Linked DNA regions of Zea mays: region 2 is linked to region 1. A link is a contact called in public Hi-C data. All regions are on one chromosome and are shown on one strand. The core of a region is the stretch at or near the end of the contact, and the rest is flanking DNA. Distances in the headings are between cores, read along the strand shown. Region 1 holds the start of LOC100283746. Region 2 holds the start of LOC100382214 (Galactolipase DONGLE chloroplastic).

Region 1 (4,670 bases), core at 589-3,088:
CCAAAAATCCTAAATCCACATCACATACCATGACCCTCTATCAAAATTGTTGATACAAAAAGCATTTTAACTTTTTTCTCCTTTCCTACATAGTTTTTTATAATTAATAAAATAGTTTGGATCTGTAAACTTTGCATTTCTTTATGCAAACTCTGCAATAGGCTCCTAGCTGAGTTGATTAGGTGCCTTACGTAGCACTACTCAAGTCCTCAGTTCGACTCCCCGTGGAAGCAAATTTCTAGGCCAAGGTTAGAAAAATCCCCTCATCTCCCTGATGGCAAAACATAGATCTAAGTTCCAACCCTAGTCGTGATTGTTTCTATAGGGACTACGGTGCCGCTATATATGGGTGGGGCAGGGGTCCGAGGGTTTTTTCAACCTGTGACATCTTATTAATGCAATGCCTATTGCCTAGGGGCTGCCTTACCCCTCCCAGATTAAGTTTTCGTTTCTATAGGGACTACGGTGCCGCTATATATGGGTGGGGCAGGGATCGGGTGTTTTCTCAACCTGCATGACATCTTATTAATGCAATGCCTAGGGGCTGCCTTGCCCCTCGCAGGTTAAGTTTTTTTTCTTAACTATGATCTGCATGATTCCTTACAATGTTTTCAATAATGGATCTCTGGATGTAGGAAGCAAGAACAGTGAGTATGGAAACCTAAGAAAATTCAAGCAGGATTAGTCCAGCATGTATTCCTATGCACAAAGAAAAAAAATGACACGCATGACTCATTTAAAACCAGATAATGCAAGATCAAATGACATCAAGCATATGCCACTAGTACATATACCACACATACAAATACTACACCAAGCATCTAGAACTTACCTCATCAATCAGTCCTTTCTCAAATTCTGACCAAGCCGTTGGATGCTTGGCTTCTAGTAGTTCCTTCATGGACATTCTGCAAAAAAAAAAAAATAGAGATAGACAGATGAGAATGTAGTGCAATAATCGCAAACATCAACACAGGCACAGGGCAAGTGTCTGAACTACAGTTTACTGGCATAACAAAGCAAAAGGACGTACAGAACGAAAGGTAACAAAATGGTTGGCAACACCTAATCACATTTCAGCCGTGCTATTTCATCAATAAATTCACAGAATACCATACGAATTAACCAGGTCATGTTAGATTTTGTAATATTACACCAAACCAATCCTTTCGGCTAGCACTACCACAGTTCGCAAATTCTCCACCAACAAACCGATCACGGATACAATCCACCACAACACAGACAAAAATACTATTTATAACACCTTACAATATACTACTCCGCAGAATCAAACATGCATTCCGTCGAACGATTGAGCGACACACCTTAATCCACCCCACCCGACAGACCGCACAAATAAGTAAACGAGAAGAGCCGCGGTATGTACGGAACTGAAAGAAGCCGGGGATGTGGTGGTAGAACGGGTCCCGGACGAGGGTGTCCATGACGTCGAACAGCAGCACAGGCAGCTTCCTCGTGCCGGCTGCCGCCTCTGACCCCGCGGCCACGGAAGCGGCGGAGAAGGGCGACGACATGGATGGCGCAGGCGGCCGCTGCGAAGAGGCGGACTTAGCGAGGAAGGCGAGTGAGGGAGCGCGAGGGAGCAGCGAGACCATGGATGCAGGCGAGAAAGAAAGGAGTAGCAGGAACCGAGAAAATATATCCGATCCGCCGGCGATACAAACAGGTGCTCGCGTGAAAATTGAGGAAATTCGAAGTTCGTCGTCTTGGTCCGAATGAGTGAATAAGCTCATCTCCAGGAGAATCTGCGTATAGATGTTTTTCACTATTTATGGCTTAAAGGTTTGAAATAAAGAGTGAGATCTAGATAGAATAGAGAATTATATTGTTATGCATGGCTAAGCCTATATTAGGCGTAATAAGGCAAAGACTGCTTAGACGGGGCCTAAGACTCAATAGCTAATAGATCAGCTCTATCTAGTTAGGTATACTTATCCAAAGTTAGTAGATAGACTTAGATCAACTCTATCTAGATAGTTATACTTATCCAAAGTTAATAGATAGACTTAAGATAGCTCTATATATAGATCTGTAAACTCTGGAATAAAGATAAGCAGAATTCTAATCTATTCTACCTTCCCAGAGGGAGCCAGAGTCTCCTGTGATCTTCTCCCTACGCGCGACCCAGCCAGGATCACGACGGCGCCTCAGCACCGCCGCCCTGGTCGCACCAAATCCCCACCCTACAATCTGCACAATCTCCCCGGTAGAATTCGTAGTTCTACCAATCTAGTATCAGAGCCCTCGACGATCATGAGTTCCTCCAAGTCGTTGTCACCGGGACAGCAGCCGCCGCCGGCCACAAGCCCGCCCGCAGCGCCGGTCGTCTCCCTGGCCGCGGTCCCTGCGCCGTCGGAGGCCATGGCGCTCGGCCCTCCCGGCGCGGCCATCAACCAGCAGGCCACCCCCGCGCTCACACCGGACCAGATCGCGGCGTCCTTGGCGGATCTCAGCCACACCATGCGCGATATGCAGATCACCATGAACGTCATGCTGACAGGCCACCTCCCCTTCCCCAATCCACAAGCCGCCCATCCACCCCAGCCGCCGCACCCGTCCCTGACGGCGCAGCCACCGTCGGCCGCACTGCCCCCACCCACGCAGCCACCTGCGCCACTCCCTCCACTCGCCCGGCAACCAATCTCTTACCAGTACGGCATGTCGATCGACCCCGGGCCTTCATCCACCGCACCACCGACCACAGCCCCCATCCATATGATCCGCTTCCCACCATCCCCATCCCCCATCCCATCTTGGGCGCAGGGCGCGCCTACGGTTTCACCACCAGTGTACTCCGAGGCACTCCTGCGACCGGCCCTCACGACTTCCTTACCCAGCAGCGCCGCCGGTGGGCCTCCCGGGGTGCTGTTAGGAGGCGGCGACGGCCCCCTGTTCCTGGGTCAGGGGCCCTTGCGCCCCCACGTACCCGCGGCGACAACAGCGTGGTCACCGTACCACGGGCTGCCTCAGGACAACGACGTGGAGACCGCAGCCTACGGGGGCGCTGAGGCGCGCGCGCCTCCACGCTACTACAAACTGGATTTCGCCACATACGATGGCTCCGAATATCCGCTGAACTGGCTAAATCATTGTGAGCAGTTCTTCCGGGGGCAGCGCACGCCAGCCTCGGATCGCACGTGGTTGGCCTCGTACCATCTTAAGGGGCCAGCACAGACGTGGTACTATGCCCTGGAACAGGACGAGGGCATGCCGTCTTGGGATCGCTTCGCCGAGCTGTGTCGCCTTCGCTTCGGTCCAGCAGTGCGCGGTTCTCGCCTTGCGGAACTGGGACGCCTCCCCTTCCTGTCCACGGTCCAGGAGTACTCGGAACGCTTCCAGGCGTTGTTGTGTCGAGCTCGGGACGTCTCCCCCATGCAGAAGACGGAGTTATTCGTGGGCGGCCTCCCCGAGTACTTGTGGGTGGACGTTGAGCTGCGCGATCCGCAGAATCTACAAACTGCCATGTACCTGGCGCGGGCGTTCGAACGGAGCGCGGCGACCTAGCCCCCATCCCAGTAGCGCGGGTCGCGACCACCGCAACGAGCGCAGGGCTCGGGTCGCGTGACACCAACACCGCCCGGGGCTCTACCGACCGGTACGACGACGCCAGGCGATAGTACGACTCTGACACGCCCATTTCGCCGATTGTCCCCGGCCGAGCAGCAGAAGCGGCACCGACAGGGGCTCTGCTTCAACTGCGATGAACCCTACGTTCGGGGACACGTCTGCCAGCAGCTGTTCTACTTGGAGGTCGACGAGACGGTCGGTGAGGGTGGGGTCGACCCCCTGGAGGAGCCAGCCGCCCCAGAAGTCACCGGAGCCAACGCGTTGGTGGTCTCGTTACACGCGCTGGCGGGCATCCGGACGGACAAGACGCTGCTGCTACCAGTCACCATCAACGGCGAGCGACTACTCACGCTCATGGACATAGGGTCAACCCACAACTTCCTCAACGGTGACATGATGAGCTGCCTCGGGCTAGCTTTGGCGGGTGGCGAGCACCTTCGGGTCACGGTGGCCAACGGTGACCGCCTACCCTGCGCCGGCATCGCCCACGACGTTCCCGTCATCATCAACGACGAGCCCTTCTCCATCACGTGCGTCGGGATGCGCCTGGGCTGCTTCAACTTCATCCTCGGCGTGGACTTCCTGGAGACGCTGGGCACCATCCAGTGGAACTTCCGAGCACCGACCCTGTCGTTCCAGCGCCAGGGCCGGCGCATCCACTGGCAGGGTGTGCGGGCCACGCAACAGCCTGCCCCGCAGCAGCTGGCTGTGGCAGTTGTCAACACTGCCCAGCAGCCCCTCATGGACGTCCTTCTGAAGCAACATGGCGCCATCTTCGACGAGCCCACGGGACTGCCCCCGGCCCGCCCCTATGACCATCGCATCCACCTGTTGCCCGGTACAGCTCCGGTGGCCGTACGACTGTACCGGTACGCGCAGCTGCAGAAGGACGAGCTGGAGCGACAGTGTGAGGCCATGCTCACACAAGGCATCATACGACCCAGCACGTCGTCGTTCTCCGCCCCGGTGCTCTTGGTTCGCAAGGCGGACCGCTCGTGGCGTTTCTACATCGACTACCGCGCCCTCAACGCCAAGACGTCCAAGGACAAGTTCCCGATCCCGATGGTGGACGAGCTCCTCGA
Region 2 (4,670 bases), core at 847-3,346, 140 kb before region 1:
CGATCAAATTCAGTTTTTAGCCGCAAAATTTGATTGACTCTCTCACCCCCTCTGATGATCTCACCGGTCCTTTACAAACCTTTAAATAATATGCCAGTGTAAAAGAACTTATATCAGTGGTTGGCTTAAACCAACCACCTCTAAAAATGCTTTTACACTGGCGCTAGTGCAAATATATTTTACCCCTGGTGGCTGGCTTAAACAAGTCCCAAGTGTATAAATAGGTTAACACTGCCACAGTTTAAGAAGGCACCTGTGAAGTTCGTGAATTTCATGATCTTATGCGAGTGAAAATAGGCGTAGTAGGACCAACAGTACAAAGCTTCGTTATACTAGAATGCTGTTTAAACAATTTGTGATGGCTAGAAATTAGCAATTCCGAGTATATGTATTAACTATGATCAGTATTTCTTTTGATTGTTTTTGTTACCTTTCATGTACAATTCCGAGTTTCCCCCCTTAATTTCCACTCTTCTCTACCTCGTTTTACCGACAAGATGAATGAATTTACAAGGGCATCTATGTTTCATATCCCCCACAAAAAATGGGAATGAAATTGGACCCCTGTATCAATCAATCTACAACCCAATGGCTTGCACTAACTCACCAACTTGGATTGCGGCCATTTGCCATCTCCAAGTATCAAAACTGTGTTGAAGCACAAACTTCATTGCCTTGCTCAAAACATGCTCCCCGTCGTTTTTCACCACTGCAACCTTGTTAGGGCACTTGAGCAACCCTATATAGGCCTCTAGGTCATGCACACAAGCAGGATCTCTCGCCTTGAAGAAATCCAGGGCAAGCTCGACACCGACATGCGTGTAACAGGCACAGCTCCATGGAAGCTCCAACCTGCCGGCCCCGAAGAAGTTCTCGTTCAAGAAGATGCCGGGCAACTTGGTGATAGGGTCATTGACATTTACCACCCTTAGCACCTTCACCCCGAGCTCATCACACCGATTCTTGAACCCAGTGTTGCCAACCCTCGGGCCAGCAAAGGAGTAGACGGTGATCGGCACGGTGTCGCCGCAACCGTCGCAGTTGAGACCGAGCTCGGCAAGGTCGTAGCCCAAGAGGAGGGCGAGGGAGCTGCCCATGCTGTGGCCGGCCAGCGTGATGCTCATCTCCTCGTGTTTGTATTTGCTGATGAGGCGAGTGACCTCGGAAAGCAGCTGGTTTCGGCAGCTGCCGTAGGTGAAGCGGCAGGTGGCGTCGTCGGAGGTGTAGACGGAGAGGAAGCCCGACTCGACCTTCACGTCGGGGCGCGGGTCCGCCGGATCGAACCTGGCCTGCTCGAGGGAGCTCATCATGTTGGCCACCCACTCGGAACCGGTGACCGTGCCGCGGAAGGAGACGACGACGTCGCGGCGCCCGAGCCGGCGCGCCGTCTCGTCGGACGCGACCGCCACGTACCCGATCCACCGGCTCGGGCACGGCCCGGCCGCGCCGGGGAGCGCGATGTCCGGCGCGGCGTAGATGTACCTGGTGACGTCGTACCCGGCGCCGGCCATGCCGACGGCCTCGAGCATCCTGGCCTTGCCGTACTTGCAGTTGAGGTAGCGCTTGGAGCACGCGTCGAGGTCGAACGCCTTGTACGTGGCGGCTACGAGCTCGCCGTACCGGACGATCTCGGCGCGGAGGAGCGGGTGCAGCGGCTCCACCAGGCCGGCCCAGTCGCGGGCGCCCTGAATCTCCCGCCACATGCTCGCCAGCGTCGCCGTCGTCTCCTCGTTCTGCTTCTTCGCCACTCTCTCGGTCATGACGACGACCGGCGGCGCTGCCGGCGTCGTCGTGTGTCTGATGTTCAGCGCGATGGTCGGAGCCGACAGCCGTGTGGTCTGCGGAGCGAATGTGGAGGGCGGCGTGGCCACCGCCGCCGCCGCGGTGGAGGCATTGCCCCGCTGCTGCTGGGGTTTCGCGCATAGGCCAGAAGAAGGCTGAGGTACCGGGAGGTGTACCGCCATTGCTAGCTGCTGCTGATCGATCGATAGGGTGCAGCTTCTCTGGTTCTGCAGCAGCTGCACACGGTTGATTTGTTGTGAGCTCTGGGAGAGAGATCCAAATAAGGAGAGACGACGACGTCAGAGAGCGAGGTCGGAGTTTGGCAGTTAGAGCTGGAGGTGAAGGAGGCTCCCGAGCCTTTATATGGGAGAGGAGGGGACCGACAACGGGTGTGTGTGTGTGTATCCGTTTTCTCGCGAGACGTGTTGGCTAATTGGAAAGCGAGAGAACAAAGCACATCTTGCACGTTTGCGCCCGGGGATTTGACCGGAGGTGGAGCAGCGTGGAACTGGTGCCCTCTCCTTTCCTTTTTCACTCTATTTTTTCCTTCAGATTTGCATTTAGGTCCATGAACTCTGACCATTTAAAGCTCAAGCTTTAATGTGTTTTGTTTTCTCAAACAATTGACTTGGAGCAGTACTATTGTTCGTAAGGAATAAAATTGTAGCGAAATGCACATTTTCTAGATTTTGCCAACGCGTACAAACTTGCTTCATTTTTATTCAATTCACGAACGCTCCTCCTTATTCCCGTTTTCCAAATTATAAGATATATACACTATACATACATGTATTGTTGACATTTGATTTTAATCCCCTGAAAGTATTACAAATCAAGGCAACATAGTGAAATTGAGCTTCATTTTCACCATGTTGTTCTATCATCTCCAGAGAGAAGCTTGATACGCAAGGAAAAGATGAAGGGATAGATAAACAAATGAAGTATTTAAAACAGAAACATAAATGATGTTGAACCAAGGTACACTCAACAATCATACAATTTAAATATATAGAGAACAATGTTATGTAAGGTTTCCTCTTTCTTTATTAATCAAAGGTCTACATAAGTACCTTATAATAAGGAGAAAGAGAGAAAGATACAACTTCGTATGAAGAGCAGTGGGCCTGATTCCAATTGAGGAAAGGAAAAAATCATGTAACTAATGCATGCCACTGTTCATCTATTTATAGTCGCAGAGTACAACTTTAGCGAATTTACAACTCTGTCCTATAACATATACATTTAAACTATCATACATACCGATGACAATGTTGTCCTTTCCTTCTCACGTCCTGAACTTTTGGGCTTCGAAAGTTTCTTGTGATTTTATTTAGCTTCATGGAGTATGCGTACATAGTGTTTGCCCGAAGCTTCTTCTCCTTAGAGTTCATGTGCGTCGGTAGATTTGGCCGAAGCTTACCTTCGACATTAGCCCCACAACATATAGAACAAGGTAGACAACAATTATTGAGTTCGTGGTTTGAGGACCTTCGATAGAAGAAGGCCTCCAACATCTATTAAAACTATGTATTTAGAAAAGCCAAAATATCTTATAGTACAAAAGAGAGAGTACAAATTGTATGTTGCCAAAACAAGAAAAACCATAATATATTTTTTATTGTGTGTTTACTTTTGGTTTAAGGACGTGTTTGGCAAGGCTCTGCTCCACTCTAGAGCAGCTCTATTTCAAAACTCTGGGTGGAGCAGCTCTGCTCTAGAGAGTTTTGATTGGTTTCTCGTAACCAGTGGCGGATAAATAACTCCAGACTCCATGTTTAGGTTGTTTTTTTAGAAATTTCAGAGCAGCAGCAAAACAGGTACTCAAAAAATTTGTACCGTGGCTCTGAAAACTCTATAGAATTTGCAACTCTTAAGCTATGGTGTTTGGCAGGCTCTAGCCAGATCCTGCTTGGAGTTTTGTTCCAAAGCCATGCCAAACACGCCTAAATGTAAATCACTGCCTTCGACAATATTAAAAAAAATTAAAGAATTAAATTTTGTACATTTTTCTTGAATTGTAACCTCTAGAAACTTTATAGAAACTTTAGCAGTTACATATGAGTACACGTTTGGAATAAATTTAATGTAAAAAAAGACATACATGTTTCATATTTTATATATATGTAAGCCATGGGAATTAAGTTTGTAATTAACACACGGATAACACACCATTGTAAGAATAAAGTGTGGATGACATATCTTCTCACTCTCTAGCTCATCAGAATACAATATCATCTCCATAGAATAAAGCGTTCAGTGTGTCATTCACCACCACTTTTGCATTGGCTGCTTTCGAATGCAGCTCTATCCAATCTACGTGAAACCGTGTACCAAGGGACAAGGGTGTTTGTTAAGAACCATGGACGGTGAGCTCCAACTGCTCACGCCTATCCAAGTATCCATTCAGCAAGATCACTTTCAGAAAGAACAAAAGTGTGATCAGAATGTTGTGTAAACTGCCTCCAACTTTGGAATCCGAGGACAAAAAAAGAAAGAAGAAGTGGAAGCCGTCCTGGTTCAGAAACTACTGGTACGTAAATTGCAGATACGCCAGGGACCCATGTGAGAATACCTGCGCGTGGTCGGTAGGGGCCTTTCCGTTGCTCCACGTTGCGGTTGCTCTAGGCCGGCGCGGTAGTAGCCCAGGCCCAGGCCCGCCCAACGGTGCCGTGAGTGAGTGAGGCAGGCGCCGGGGCCCACAACGCGACGACGAAAGGAGCGACGTCATCTGAAGCACCAATAATAATTATACCCCCGCTCGTGCTGCAGGCCGCGCAGCTGTTACTCGGTACGCGGCACCACACGGCCACAACGCGAGGACAGCGCGCGCGCGCGCGCGGCCGTGCCGTACGCGACCGCCGAAATCGTGGTCGCCGGAGTGCACTGGC

The links. A called contact is a pair of places that touch in the nucleus more often than the background predicts.
Region 2: a Hi-C map of leaf mesophyll shows a contact between it and region 1, with 1.5 times the contacts expected there. The contact joins the promoter of LOC100382214 here to the promoter of LOC100283746 in region 1. A contact is called at or near these places in 9 of 25 Hi-C or Micro-C datasets (ear, endosperm, leaf and 2 more).

What each region holds. Positions count from the first base shown.
Region 1 is chr4:18,530,318-18,534,987 of Zm-B73-REFERENCE-NAM-5.0, reverse strand. LOC100283746 reads right to left here and starts at 1,838. Exons shown (of 7, transcript NM_001156645.1): 1 at 1,393-1,838; 2 at 833-908. The coding sequence starts at 1,754.
Region 2 is chr4:18,671,100-18,675,769 of Zm-B73-REFERENCE-NAM-5.0, reverse strand. It overlaps LOC100382214 (Galactolipase DONGLE chloroplastic), which reads right to left and starts at 2,096. Exons shown (of 1, transcript NM_001174971.1): 1 at 332-2,096. The coding sequence starts at 1,964. The coding sequence ends at 579.